2 separate regions of the Gossypium hirsutum genome follow, and region 2 is linked to region 1. A link is a contact called in public Hi-C data. All regions are on one chromosome and are shown on one strand. The core of a region is the stretch at or near the end of the contact, and the rest is flanking DNA. Distances in the headings are between cores, read along the strand shown.

What was found. Hi-C and Micro-C count contacts between places; a contact is called where the count stands out from the background.
Region 2: a Hi-C map of leaf shows a contact between it and region 1, with 2.9 times the contacts expected there. The contact joins the promoter of LOC107909973 here to the promoter of LOC107909883 in region 1. A contact is called at or near these places in 9 of 34 Hi-C or Micro-C datasets (hypocotyl, leaf and petal).

What each region holds. Positions count from the first base shown.
Region 1 is chrD08:42,645,740-42,652,441 of Gossypium_hirsutum_v2.1, forward strand. It overlaps LOC107909883 (endoglucanase 6), which reads right to left and starts at 3,814. Exons shown (of 9, transcript XM_041098169.1): 1 at 2,902-3,814; 2 at 2,557-2,769; 3 at 2,150-2,350; 4 at 1,217-1,306; 5 at 935-1,099; 6 at 566-850; 7 at 110-458. The coding sequence starts at 2,302.
Region 2 is chrD08:42,951,829-42,958,530 of Gossypium_hirsutum_v2.1, forward strand. It overlaps LOC107909973 (probable WRKY transcription factor 41), which reads left to right and starts at 2,380. Exons shown (of 3, transcript NM_001327029.1): 1 at 2,380-2,731; 2 at 2,835-2,963; 3 at 3,044-3,710. The coding sequence starts at 2,412. The coding sequence ends at 3,662. It overlaps LOC107909980, which reads right to left and starts at 5,992. Exons shown (of 3, transcript XM_016837711.2): 1 at 5,431-5,992; 2 at 4,553-4,570; 3 at 3,984-4,456. The coding sequence starts at 5,791. The coding sequence ends at 4,266.

The DNA of each region.
Region 1 (6,702 bases), core at 2,564-5,063:
TGCATGAAAAGCCAATGTCATGATCATCATGATTGATGGAATTAGCGAGAGTTAGAATAAAAAGTTGTAACCATATAACTTCAACAGGGAGATAAATGCTTTTACATACCAGGAAGGAGCTGATTATAACCGCCATGACCACCACCAAGTCTAGCCAATATGCCAAGAAGAGGAGCATTGTTGTAGGTAGCAGGCTCTGTTTGCTCATAATTGTCCCTTTCATCGGCAAAGTTATCATAGGCATCAGGTCCTCCGACAATAGCACCGGTAAGGACATTAGGATCACTTGCTTTCCTTGAATACCAAGTGGCATAGCCTTGTCGGCACGCAACGAATTTAGGGTCAACCTTGAACGAAATAATTGAAGAAGCTCGGTGGTGAACTTGTCGTGGGAAATTGTTCCCATAACCAACCATGTAACTTGTTGCTCTTGGATTGTCTCCAAGAATGTAATCCACCTGATAATTCAACATTGCAAAAACATCAGAAATTTTGTTATAAAGGTTGAATTTGTCAGTGGTCATCATTCAATAATACTTGAATACATGAAGAGAAGAGTGATCACTTGAGATTTTGCAAAAGAAAGAAGCTCGGATGGTGCAACATTGACAGCAGCACACTTCAAGCTTCCCCTAGAGGACGCGAGATAGTCAGAGTACACGGTGGCCAAGAACGAAGCACTAGTCACGAACTGCATATTATTCCACCTCTGTCGGAAAATCAAACCCCCGGGAGTCTTCTGAATATTACGGCCACCCTTCCCGATCAATGAGCACATGAAGTACTCTGCCTTTTGGTGGTACCTCTCAAACACCGGTGCATGGAGTCCAGCTTTGCCTTGCATTAAGAACTACAGGGAAACGAAAACTACTAGGTTAAATTTTGAAGCTTGAAGAAACCAATAAGTACTAGATTCAGATATTGAAAATAATACCTTGGCGACAAGGGTCTGAACCCCAGCGTACTTGACGTCCCAACCGAACTCAGTCATGGCCCAACCTGTTCCACCCATAGAATCACCATTTTTGCCAAGATAGTTCAAGTAGTACTCATTGTTACTAGCTTGGTACAGCCACGCAGCGGCCCACAACAACTCGTCCTACACGATAACATTCCAACTTAATTAATAAACCGTACCAGTAAACATGCTATTTTCTGCCATTAAAACTATAAATTGCTCAAATTGATTGCTTTGATAAAATTTAGAAAAACTTACATTGTAGCCACTGATGGATCGGTAGTATTTTTGGGCAACTGTGATGCTGCTGTCGTATTTACCTCTGTATTTATCAGCAAATTCGAATAGCTGAAAACAAAAACAAAACTTAAAATTAATTATATTGTAAAATTTATTGAAATTTTTGTTGAAGAGAATGGATAGGGTAGGTGAAGCAATTTGAGGAAAGAGGCAAGGGTAATTTGGGGATGTAAGTTAAACTGGAGGAGCACCGACAGGGTTGGCACGTGAGAAACGAAATGACTGGGTATAAATGGACGGTTAAGATCTGCTTGTACGAGAGATCTGTACGGTCATAAAAGATTAATTACCCGTGATGGATGGGGCAAAAGCAAAGCTAAGCGTTCTCATCACAAGGAGTCATAAAATTAGAACATCAATCCACTGGAGTCAATCCGTTCCATTAGAAAAAAATATTATTTTATTTTTATATAAACTTTTAAAAGCTTAATATAGAAAATAATAAATATTTATTTGATTTTAAAAAAATAAAAAATAAAAAATTTAATTAAAGCCAAATTTATAGAGATGATAATGATATAGAATCTAACTATACCCACCCCTTCCACCCATGATCAATTTAGAACCATTAACAAGAATCTAGCGAACGACACCGTTTCACCCAAAATATAGCTACTACAAGGGTTAAAAGGTTTTTATTTTTCCTGGCTCAAAAACAGTGGTAGTATTTTGGTGGAAGAAAGAAGTAGACAGAGGTGGTTGTTTTTATTAAATGAAAACTAGGGTTGGGCCCCCCAAGTTGCGAAATTGAGGCCGACAAAAGAGTGCGCAATAACAACCATTTTTTCCATCATCTTCTGATAAAAAAAGGTATAGAGTGTAAGCTAACAGGCATCGGCGGATCCAATGGTCCCAGCAACGCGAGAAGACACAGACTGCGTAAATGTATACCTGGTGGGCATGGCGAAGAAGCTCGGTGGAATATGCAGGGTTGGAACGGCGGAAGACGATTGAGGCGGCAGCCATGGCGGCGGCAGTTTCACCTGCCAGATCCGACCCAGGGTTGCTTGGGTCTATCTTGTAAGCATGACGGTTTGTGGTCATATCCTCTGGTCTTTGCCAACAGTAGTGGTCACTGTTACCATCGCCCACCTAAAATGGATCTCACCAAAATTAATTATTTTTTAATTGAGTCCTTTTGAGTTTTAGCAGTATTAAATTCAAACTAATATTTTATTAGTAGCCAAGTGTTGCTATCAAGTATGAGATTTGAAAAAGGGATTTGGACATATTAGTGACAAAATAATGGAGTGTTAAGAATGGGAAGAAACACGAGGGAAGAAGGTCGGGAAGAGTACCTCTCCATAAAGGACATAAGGTTCGGGATGAGCTTTAATGAGGTAGTCAGTGCCTCACTTGACTGCTTCCATCGCATGGCCGAGCTCTCCATTGGCACCCATTTGTTTCCCGTACTCTATAATACTCCAGGACATCATTGTTATGGTGAATGCCATGGGCAGTCCGAACTTCACATTGTCCCCTGCATCGTAGTACCCTCCAACCAGATCCACCTTGAGAATTTGGGAAAACAACTTCAACCATAAATACCATAATTTTCGATTCTAAATGAAGCAAGTCAAAGAACAAAAGTGACGTTTTGACCGAGAAAACAAGTTCAAGTTGAGAGTGGAACTTTAACTTACCCCACTGGCCTTGCCGTCATTCAAGCCGGAATTGGCTCTCCACGTAACTCTCTGGTTATGAGGAAGGTAACCAGATCTCTGAGCTTCAAAGAACAGAATGCTCTTGCTCAGAGCTTGGTTATAGTCATGTCCAGCAAAAGCAGAAGGAAGAAAAAGCAGCAGAAGTAAAGGAGTCATTTCAATCAGCCTCATCAACTTCTCCATGTACATTCAAACTTATCAAAAGACACAATTCAAGTTTCAAGTTGAAACAAAAACAGATCTCTTTCTGCAGAGTGGGGTTTCCTTCAAGTTTCTAAAACTAAAAAGAGAAACCCATTTGGTATCGAACACAAAAAATGCAGTGGGATTGGGAATTGGAGAGAAAGGTAAAAAAAAATGGAATGAGTTAAAAGAGGTGATAGAAATGAAAGTGAGGAGAGAAAGAGCAGTGGGATTGGGAATTGGAAGAGGAGCTGAAGCCTCTATATATTGTGGAGTGGAGGGAAGGAAGAGCAAGAGAGGTTAAAAATTGGTATTGAAAGTAGTTTTTAATAATAATTGGAGGAGAGGGAAAGGGAAAGAACAAAGTCATGTGGGTGTCCCTGGCGCTTTTAGTCTTTCACTGGGTAGAGTCGGTGCGGATTTAATGGTTCTTTTTGGCAGGGAAACTGCTGCTAAACATGATTAAAATTAATTTCTGATTTTTACTCTTCTGTAGAATTTCTTTTTATGCCTTCTCCACTCCACTAAACTTACATTGTTTGTAACTTGGGAATAATGCCCCTGAAATTAAGGCATGAAGTTTATTACGACTCCATTAAATCTCTGTTGGGCACCGCATGTGGGAGGGTACCCTGTCCTGGGTCACAAATGGTGGACATAATTGGATTTTGCAAAACTTGGCTGCTTGGTTTATGTTTTGAAATTTGTTCACCCATAATTAATGCAAATTATTTTTATTTTTATTTTTAAATTAATCATCTGGCTTCTGCAGCCTGCGACCTGTCCGTTTGCGTCTCCTGTCGTATTAGGTATGGGAAAATTGCAAACCCTGGATCATCTTTTACAGGTGCTGCCACACTGCTTGATTAGGCCAATTATAGCACATATCTAACCCTAATTATTTTAGACATTTTATTTTCTTTTTCTTTTTGAATTGTATTAAATATGATTATTTTAAATATTAACTTAAATCTCTTAAAATATATTCATTTTCTCAATTTTGTACTTAATTTTATTTATCTATTTTGTAATGTTGGTTAAAAATATTTGTTAGGCCACTTTGATCAATGAAAAAAAATGTCACAGTGGTCGATGTTGATCGACCATTGACGAGTATTGATTGATCATTGGTAGATATTGACCAATTGTTGACGGTAATTGATCAGACATTGATTTGCCATGTTATGCTATTAGAATATACCACATGTCTCTTTTATTTTTTTAATATTATATATATTATATTGATTAAAAATATAAAAGAAATCATATATAATATATATAATTTTAAAAAAATTATAATTATTATCATAAACAATAAATTTTAAGATATAATTTATTGACCACACATAAATCTACATATGTTTGGAGAATGAATTGATGTGAAAAGCATAAAGAAAAAGATGCATTATTAATGGATAAATGTAAATGTTATATATTATTGATGAAGGGGGTTGAATGTAACCCTAAATTCTCAACTAAAAGCCATTATTTTGTCCAGCTAAAGAAAAGGGGGTTGAGGTTTTTATGACGATTGGATGTAGAATTAAAATCTAAATATTAGAGGGAATTTGAATTTTTTTTTTGACAAGCTTAGAAGACATGGAATTTGAATAATTGCTTTAATTATTGAGGGAACTTCTCAGCATCAACCGGAATTGTTGATAATGGTAACTATGATTCGCCAAACCCGACAACCCCATTTTATTTTCTCTTCTGAAATTAGGAGTCCACCGACGGCATCCGGTAGGCAATATGACAATCCTTTGTAAAATCAACTGTGCAAGATGTCCATTTTCATTTGGTTATTTTATTTAAAAGGTCAAAAAGAGAGCGCTTAATTCCCAACAGCAATCAACGGTCTCCGCCGGAAATTAACCTTTTTCTTTTTTTTGGGTTGCCGAAAATATTTTTGTCATCTTGCTTTTCCTTTTGCCCTTTCATAAAAGTAAAAAAGAGTTTTTTATTTTAATATCATAAGAAGGTTTTAAAAAACCAAGAGATGTGGACAGTGGAGACGTACGGTATGTAAGTCAAAGAGGCAAGCCTCCGCAATTACCGGCTAACAACGGTTCTATCACGACTTCTGATGGTTCTACCTAGGCAACGCGGTCACCGGCTGTCCGGGTGAGTTAGTTTTTTATCAGCCTCCCTAAGTACACCTGCCCCCCCCCCCACCAATTTTGTTCCCACTTTGACGTGGCGAAATCCATGTTAAAACATTAACGTTGGTTATAAATTGAAGGCATAGGCCATCTTCCATAAGTGGAACTCTTGCTTTGCTTTGTTGTTGGTAAAGAATGGGACACAGTCAGCCCGAAACAGTACCACCAACTTTGCTTTTATGGCCTACAAAAATATCTTTGGATAGTATTGTTGCGCAACGCAAGCACAGAATTCAAATTTGCTTTCCTAACTAATAGGCAAGAGATGCCTAATTAAATTAGTTACTCCTTTTATTCAAATATGTTATACTTTGACTACAAATTGTTAGCTTATACTAATACAATTCCACAAACAGTTTACTTCAATTTGGTCTCTTTTTTCTGGCAATTAGAGCTAATTTGTTAGATTGTTATGCACTCAAATTTTGACAAACTCTTAGTTTTAAATGAAGTATTGATTTAGGTTACTCAATATACTAGTTAAACATCATTAAGAGTTTAAATGTTTTTTTAGGTGCAATTAAGAATACCAACTTATCTTTGGTAAAAGTATATCTTGTAGTAGGAGTTGAATTGCATTTTGTCCTCTCTACTCAAAAATTAGGCAAATTAATCATTATATATTAGATCAAAGAATAATTTGATCATTTTGTTAAAAATTTCATTTATTTCTACTGTTAAAATTTGGTCAATGTACATCAGCATGAGGCATATATGACATGTCATGTGTCACTGTTTGGTTATTCTGTCAACCACGTTAGTTTTTAACAGTATAAACGAATTAAATTTTTAACAGTAAGTACCAATTTGATCTTTGATCTAATGTATAGAGAATAATTTGCCTATTTTTTGAGTTGAGAGAGCAAAACGCAATTTGATTCCTAGTATAGGGGCCCCCACAATACTTTTACCACTTATCGTTATAGAGTTTAGGGATAGATATCAAAATTATACATACTTTGATTTAATTTGCAATTGTATAGATGAACTTTACTTTGGTGCAATTATACACGTGAAACTCTAATTATGGTTCAAATATATACTTGAAATTTTAATTTTGATTTAATCGTGCACATTTAAAGAAATAAATACATAAATTTATTTTTATATTAGATAAATATAATTATTTATGTATGCAACATATAAACATAAAATGATGTACTATCAAGAATTGTGTTAATAATTTACAAGAATTGAATTAAATTAAAAATTTTTGTATAAAATTATACAAAATCAAAATTCATGTATACAATTACATATAAAAGTAGAAAATGAGATGGGGGTATATAGAATTATACAAGTAAACTGGAAAGGGATATGTGAGAAGAGAGGGCTAAGGACATGTGGTGTGAGATAAATGTGTCTCATATCTCCCAGCCAGGGTCTCTTTCTTTCATCATATTTGGAATTTGGAACCTCCAATTAAACCTTTCTC
Region 2 (6,702 bases), core at 1,130-3,629, 300 kb after region 1:
ACACTAATTACTCTGGGTTAATTAGGTTTTTTCTTAAAATATTTTGGATTCATCATCATAGCTTAAAGAATTCAAGGAGTTTGGATTGTATTAGGAAAACAAAAATGAAATTTTTGCACTTTTTAAATATTTGAAGCAAATATTAGATTTAAAATATTAATATCTGAAATTACCTTTTTATTATCAAATTACGAAACATCGGGTAGGGTATGTTGGATCATGAAAACACTAATCCCTCTAAAAATATTGGAATGAATTTCAGGTGAGAGAGTGGCTGCAATGCATGTTCTTGACAGTTTGTAAAAAGAAGAAGAAGAAGAAGAAGAAGAAGAAGCTGTGAAGAATCTAATCTGGGCAGATGAAGTGCAAATGGTGGTTGAAAATGGCATCTTTGAGTACACGTAAGCTCCAAATTTCCCCACATGGGAAGAGCAATAACGCGGAATTTGGTTTGAAATTTCTTTGGTCCAATTCACCTTCATCTCTGACTTTCTTTCACATTAATTTATATGCTCTTTTTATTCTTAACCTCAATCATTCGTGTCACGCTAAGGATAAATCAGGTGACCCAACCCTTTGCTTAATCACATAATTGAGATCGTGATTTTTTTTTTATTTTCATTTTATCCATGGTTAAATTTTACTATTAATTTTTATAATTTTTTTAAGTTATGGATTTTATATTTTAATTTGATTAAATTTAATTCCCATATTTTTTAAAATAGTCAATTTTAGTCATGACCCGAACAATAGTAGTTAATTTTTTTTGGTTAAATTCAATTATCAGTTATGTACTATGCATACAATTGTAGATTTGATCTATATTCTCCAATTGAATTATTCTAAGTTCTAATACTTTTCAAATTTAAAAAATTTTGGTCTTGACACAAATGAAAATCATTAATCCCTTAATATTATATTTTTAATGAGTAATATGTGAAAATAGCATGTTAACATGCCACTATACATATTGGCACTATGTTTGCCGTATCAGATTTTGAAAATAAAAGATGTTAACTAAATAAATTTAACAATTATAATTTAGTAAGGATTGAAATTTTAAAATTTACAAAATATAAGGATTTAAATTAAAGTATAGACATATATACATGGACAAATATCAGAATTTAAATTAAATAAGTCTGCTTCCTCTGGCATAGCTTTTGGCTCTGGTGCGTTGACTTTTGAAGGTTTTCTGTTTTCATTGGAACGCACCTATTTTTGATGATGTTTGGCGTACCACCAGTCCAATGAGACTGTCTCACTGCTGGTAAAAATTTTGGCTGGAGCTTTTAGCTCCAACGATTGCAGTTAAGTGAGATAATTATTGTTTTATCACCTTCTATTCATTATTGTATTTTTCAATTTACTTTTTATATAAATTTAATTTAATTATTATTTTATATAATATTATTTCATTATATATATTATTATTTAGTATAACTATTATATAAATATTTTTAATGATTTAACTTTTAATATAAATATAAGTTTAATAATTATAATTATAATTTAGCATAAATATAATGAAAATTATTTGGTACAAGAGTTTTTAAACTTCACAATCAAAGGTTCACAAATGTTCTATAAAAATATATTAAAATATTAAAAAAACACAAGAAATTTTTTTTTAAAACTGCGCTTACTGAATACAAAAAAAGTTCACTACCAAATACTAACCTTAGATATAATTATGATTTTATTAATTAATTTAAATATAATTTTTGAATATAAACATATCCTATAATTAATTTTAATCTTATTAAATTTATTTTAGTTTAGATTTGGATATATTTTTATTATTAAACTCATCTTGGTTTATAACCATTTGTGATCCTAACTACACTTGGGATATTTTAGATGTAAAATTGAAGGGAGACTTGGTCAGCAATTGGAGTTTTGACCTCACCTCACTCTTCAGTCCACTAATCTTACTTCTAGTTTATCATGACCAAAGACTTGTCTATGCTGAAAAACTCGGTTTCTTTTGGTCAAACTTCAAACTTTCTATTCCAACAACCATTTTTTCTAATCCCAAAACTCCAATGAAGTTCCTTTAAAAGCCCCAGAGTTTCAATTTCTTATTCAAACCCAAAACCTTTCACTCTCCTACTCCCTCTTTGCTTAAACCTCAGCATAGACAAGTTCAAACATTTTCCAGCTTTTAGTTACTTAATCAAAACTTAACATTCAGGCCAAATTCCATGGTTGTTGCTTCTTGCTCTTCACCATTTAGGCTATTTCAATCCCTTTGGCTGCTTCTGCTTGTGATCCTTGGAAAAGTTTTTTCTTCTTCATAACCAAATTTACCCGGTCTATAGCAGGTCATGAATTAGTATTTCCAAGTTCCAAACAAGGAATCCCTCTCTATTTTCTTACAGTTGAAGGAAAGAAGAAAGGGGGAAAAAAAAATGGAGAACATGTGGAAGTGGGAGCAGGGGACACTGGTGAGCGAGCTGATTCAAGGAATGCAATTAGCAAAACAGCTAAGGTTGCATTTGGGTGCACCATCATCTTCTGTTGAATCCAGGGACTTGCTACTACAGAAGATCTTATCTTCCTATGAAAAAGCTCTTCTGATTTTGAAACTGAGCAGGCCTACGGAACAGCCACAACAAAATGTAGGAGGAAAAACTTGTGTGCCAGAGTCTCCTCTAACCATCAACGGCAGCCCCAGGAGTGATGATTTAGAAAAGGATAACCAGGATATCAGAGATGTCTCAAAGAAGAGGTGAATTTGCAAGCTACAAGTTAATAATTCTTGAATGTTATTGCAAATTTTGGAAGTTGTAAATTTGAGTATGCTAAATGATTCCTGGAACTGTGTTTTGCAGAAAGATGATGCCTAGGTGGACGGATCAGGTGAGAGTGAGCTCTGAAAACCTGCTGGAAGGTCCTCATGATGATGGCTACAGTTGGAGAAAATACGGGCAAAAGGATATCCTTGGAGCCAAATATCCTAGGTGAATGACCCTTTTCCCTTGTAAAATGCTGGACTTTTGTATTAGTCAAAACCCTGATGATAGAATGTTTACTTTTGCAGAAGCTATTACAGATGCACCTATCGAAACACCCAAAACTGCTGGGCTACAAAGCAAGTGCAGAGATCAGATGAAGATCCCATCCTCTTTGAGGTCACATACAGAGGAACTCATACATGTGCAAATGGCAACCCCGCAGTTCCATCCCCAGAAAAACAACATAAATCAAACTCAAACGGCCTTAATAATACCAATTACCAACCATTGCAATCACAAGATACCCTCTCAGAGTTTCGAGCAGGCCTAAGAGTCAATACTGAGGGCTTAGACAATAAAGAGATGGCACCCCCATTCTCTTTTGCTTCAACATCATTTGGGTGTATAAAGAGCGAAAACCATAGCTTTTCACCTTCAGGAGTACTTGATTACTACAATATCTTCGGCAGCTTTTCATCGCCGTTCATGTCTCCCGATACACCAGAATTAAACTACTTTTCAGTTTCCCAGATGAACAACTTCCAAGGGGTGCTCAACACACAGCATTCTAAATCTGATCTCACCGAGTTGGTTTCAGCCAACACTTCGGCCACCAATTCTCCAATTATGGACTTGGATTTTTCGCTCGACCAAGTGGAGTTGGACCCGAATTTCCCATTTGACACACCGGGATTTTTCTCCTAACTCTTTTCCGCAATCGAATAAGAGTAATGGTAGATGTCAAATTCGGGTTCCAATAACCAAAGTAGGTTCATGGTGAGCCGTGTGTTCTGCGAAGAACTATTGTACAATACATGTCCCTTTCAATTCTATGTTGGTTTTGAGAAATTTCCTCAGATAACAAGTTTTGATACTTGTTCTTATCGAAATTCCATAATACTAGTGCGCAGATTTTCACCAAAATGCAAAGGTCCTTCTAACACTCACTGCAACTTCATTGCAATTAGCAAAGTAGTATTTTAAGCAATGGCCATTTATAATCCAAATAAGTTGTCCATAACAACATACCGTGAAAGTTCACAAATCCTGGATTTCAGAAGAATAAAATAAGTATATACAGGGAAAAAGAATCTACATTCCAACGATTCCTACATTGCTTGTCTTTACACATAGCCGATGGAATACATAAGCAAATGGTAACAAGTTAACACTCTAGAAATTATCATATACCACAAGTCCTGAAATAAGAAAACTGCAGGACAAGAAGCAACATCCAACAGAATTGAGAAGAGCTCATGGTACTTTAACAATGAAATGGCAAGGAGATCGACTGAAATCATAGTTAATCTATATGTAAGGTTTCTTCTGGTTTTCCACATCCTGAACGGAGCTTGATGCGCCTTCTTTTGCATCCTTGGTCTTCCTAAGAGTTTGTCTCAGCCCCAAGACGATGAATAAGTTGGTTAAAGTGAGAAGTGATTCAGCCCCTCCATGTAACCAATCCACATTAGACAAGGAAGTACCGTATTTCACCTTTGCTGTCTCAACCCCACATGGACCAAGTCATAATTTGGCATCAATATGTAGAAACCATTAACTGTTAAAGGAATTGTTGATCATTAGCAGGAACTTACCGTATATTCCGGCTGGGACTGCTCAGTAGACACAAAGTCAGCAAACGAACAATGTAAAGGAAATTAGTAGAGTTGAAACAAAGCCACCAATAGCAAAATCAAAATGCAGGCGAAAACCATCCAAAGTAAGGAACATTGTATAAAACTACATTGAATAAAGCCGCATTTTCTTTGCTCTATATCCCTATTCGAGTCATTTCCTTTATGTTTGCTTTGGGCAGATTTTGTGTACTTCATGCTGCTCATCTATGACAAGTGCTACACCAATTATCAGTGTTGATGAAATAAATATAGAGCCACATAACTGAGAAGAAATCATATTGTAGAATATATAGATGACTTAGAACCGAACTGCTCGCCTGCCACTGGTTCAAAATGATAAAAAAAGACACCAAGTTCTCTACAATTCTAACAGAATTTTCGAGATTGCAGATGCCTCATTGTCACAATATGAATCTCTGCCCTAGCTATGAGAAGCCATCAATTCTCACTCTCAAAAAGCACAAAAAACATACGAGAACACTAGCAACTTAATTCGAATATCTAACATTTCTCTTGGACAATTTAAGGAAACTTGAAAGGTATATATGCTAAAATGATGGTTATCTCAACACCAGTGCATTTATCAACAAAGTAGGTTTCATGTAAAATCATCAACAAAAACTAACTCATAATCTTTTCACTCCGTCTACATCCATGCTAAAATGTGTAATTTTTTCCTACTCTTTTTACCCAAACTAATTTCTTTATTTCATGGCAAAGAGAGTAAAAAATTTCACATAAAATTTGCAACTTAGAACATTAATCACCACATAAAAGCAACCTCATAAACTAAAGTAGCATTGAGAAAAGAAAATGGTACATCCCAGGAAACTCACTGGTGGCACCCACAAAGGCAAGCAAGAAGTAGAAGCCAAAAAGGGTGAGCTTGGGAGCAGACTTAGACTTGGTGATGAAGTACAAGAAGCCAATATATGGGAACAGAGAAACTGCAAAGAGTTGAGAAGCAATGCTTTGTGAGTCAATATTTGGTGCCCATGGATCCACTGGCAACAACCACCCGCGCGCAATCCCTCCTTTCCTGTTAACAAACATTCCATCCTTGTAACTCCAGGAACCTCTGCTTGGAATTGTTGCTTGGTAGTTTTGCAAGAAATGACAAGAACCTGGAACTGTTGAACTAACGGGGACAACATAATTGGGTGGTTTAAACAAAGGTTGTAAACAGCTGAGATTCATGTTGTCAAGACTACTACAGCTTCGATTCAGCCCTTTTTGCTTTGAAGTTTGGATTTTTCTCCTCTTGCAGATGATGATGATGATGATGATAGTATTGTGGATTAGAGAATTTTGATCTGTGGGGTTTGGGTTTCTAATGCAAACAATCTGCCACGTTGTAAGATGGGCTGATTCTTAGGGCCTTCCTTGCATGCCCCCAAAGAAATAAAAAATTTACCATTATTGGACTCTTTTATGGTACATGAATTCTTGTTCTGTTGTATAATTTAAAATCTGATTAGCTTTTCCATCAAATAGAATGAAGAACAACATTAACTCTCAAACTTAAATTTTTGAATCAACTTTTTTTTAAGAAAATATTATTAACAATTGGAATCATTAACAATAATATAAAGACATGACATATATTATTAACGGTAAAGAGTTAACCCACAAATGGATATTTAAATTATATCAATTTTGGTACTTAAAATTTTTTTGGTCACAAGTAGTATCTAAATTATCTTTTTTCTCCAAGTTAGTACATCTGTTAGTCAAATCCTTATGTCTATTTTAAAATGAGCTTAACCCATAAATTAGTACTTAAACTATTCAAATTTTTTTTCTCATTTTGGTATCTAAACATTTTTTTTGTTACCAGTGATACTTAAACTATTTTATTTTCAAATTGGTACGTCTGTTAGTTCAACCGTTGAGTTATTTTAAAAAAAAATAACCAATTAAAAATTGACATATGAAAAAAAGGAGAAAAAAAATATTATTATATCTTTTATAAATATTTTCTTTTTCTTTCTTCAGAACAAGACAGATGGTTAGACCAATCAAGCTGTTAGTTCTTGGTTTGATCAGTTCATCTAGTTTGATCAAATAAATTATTATAAACTCATAAAATAAAAAGAATATCTAACAAT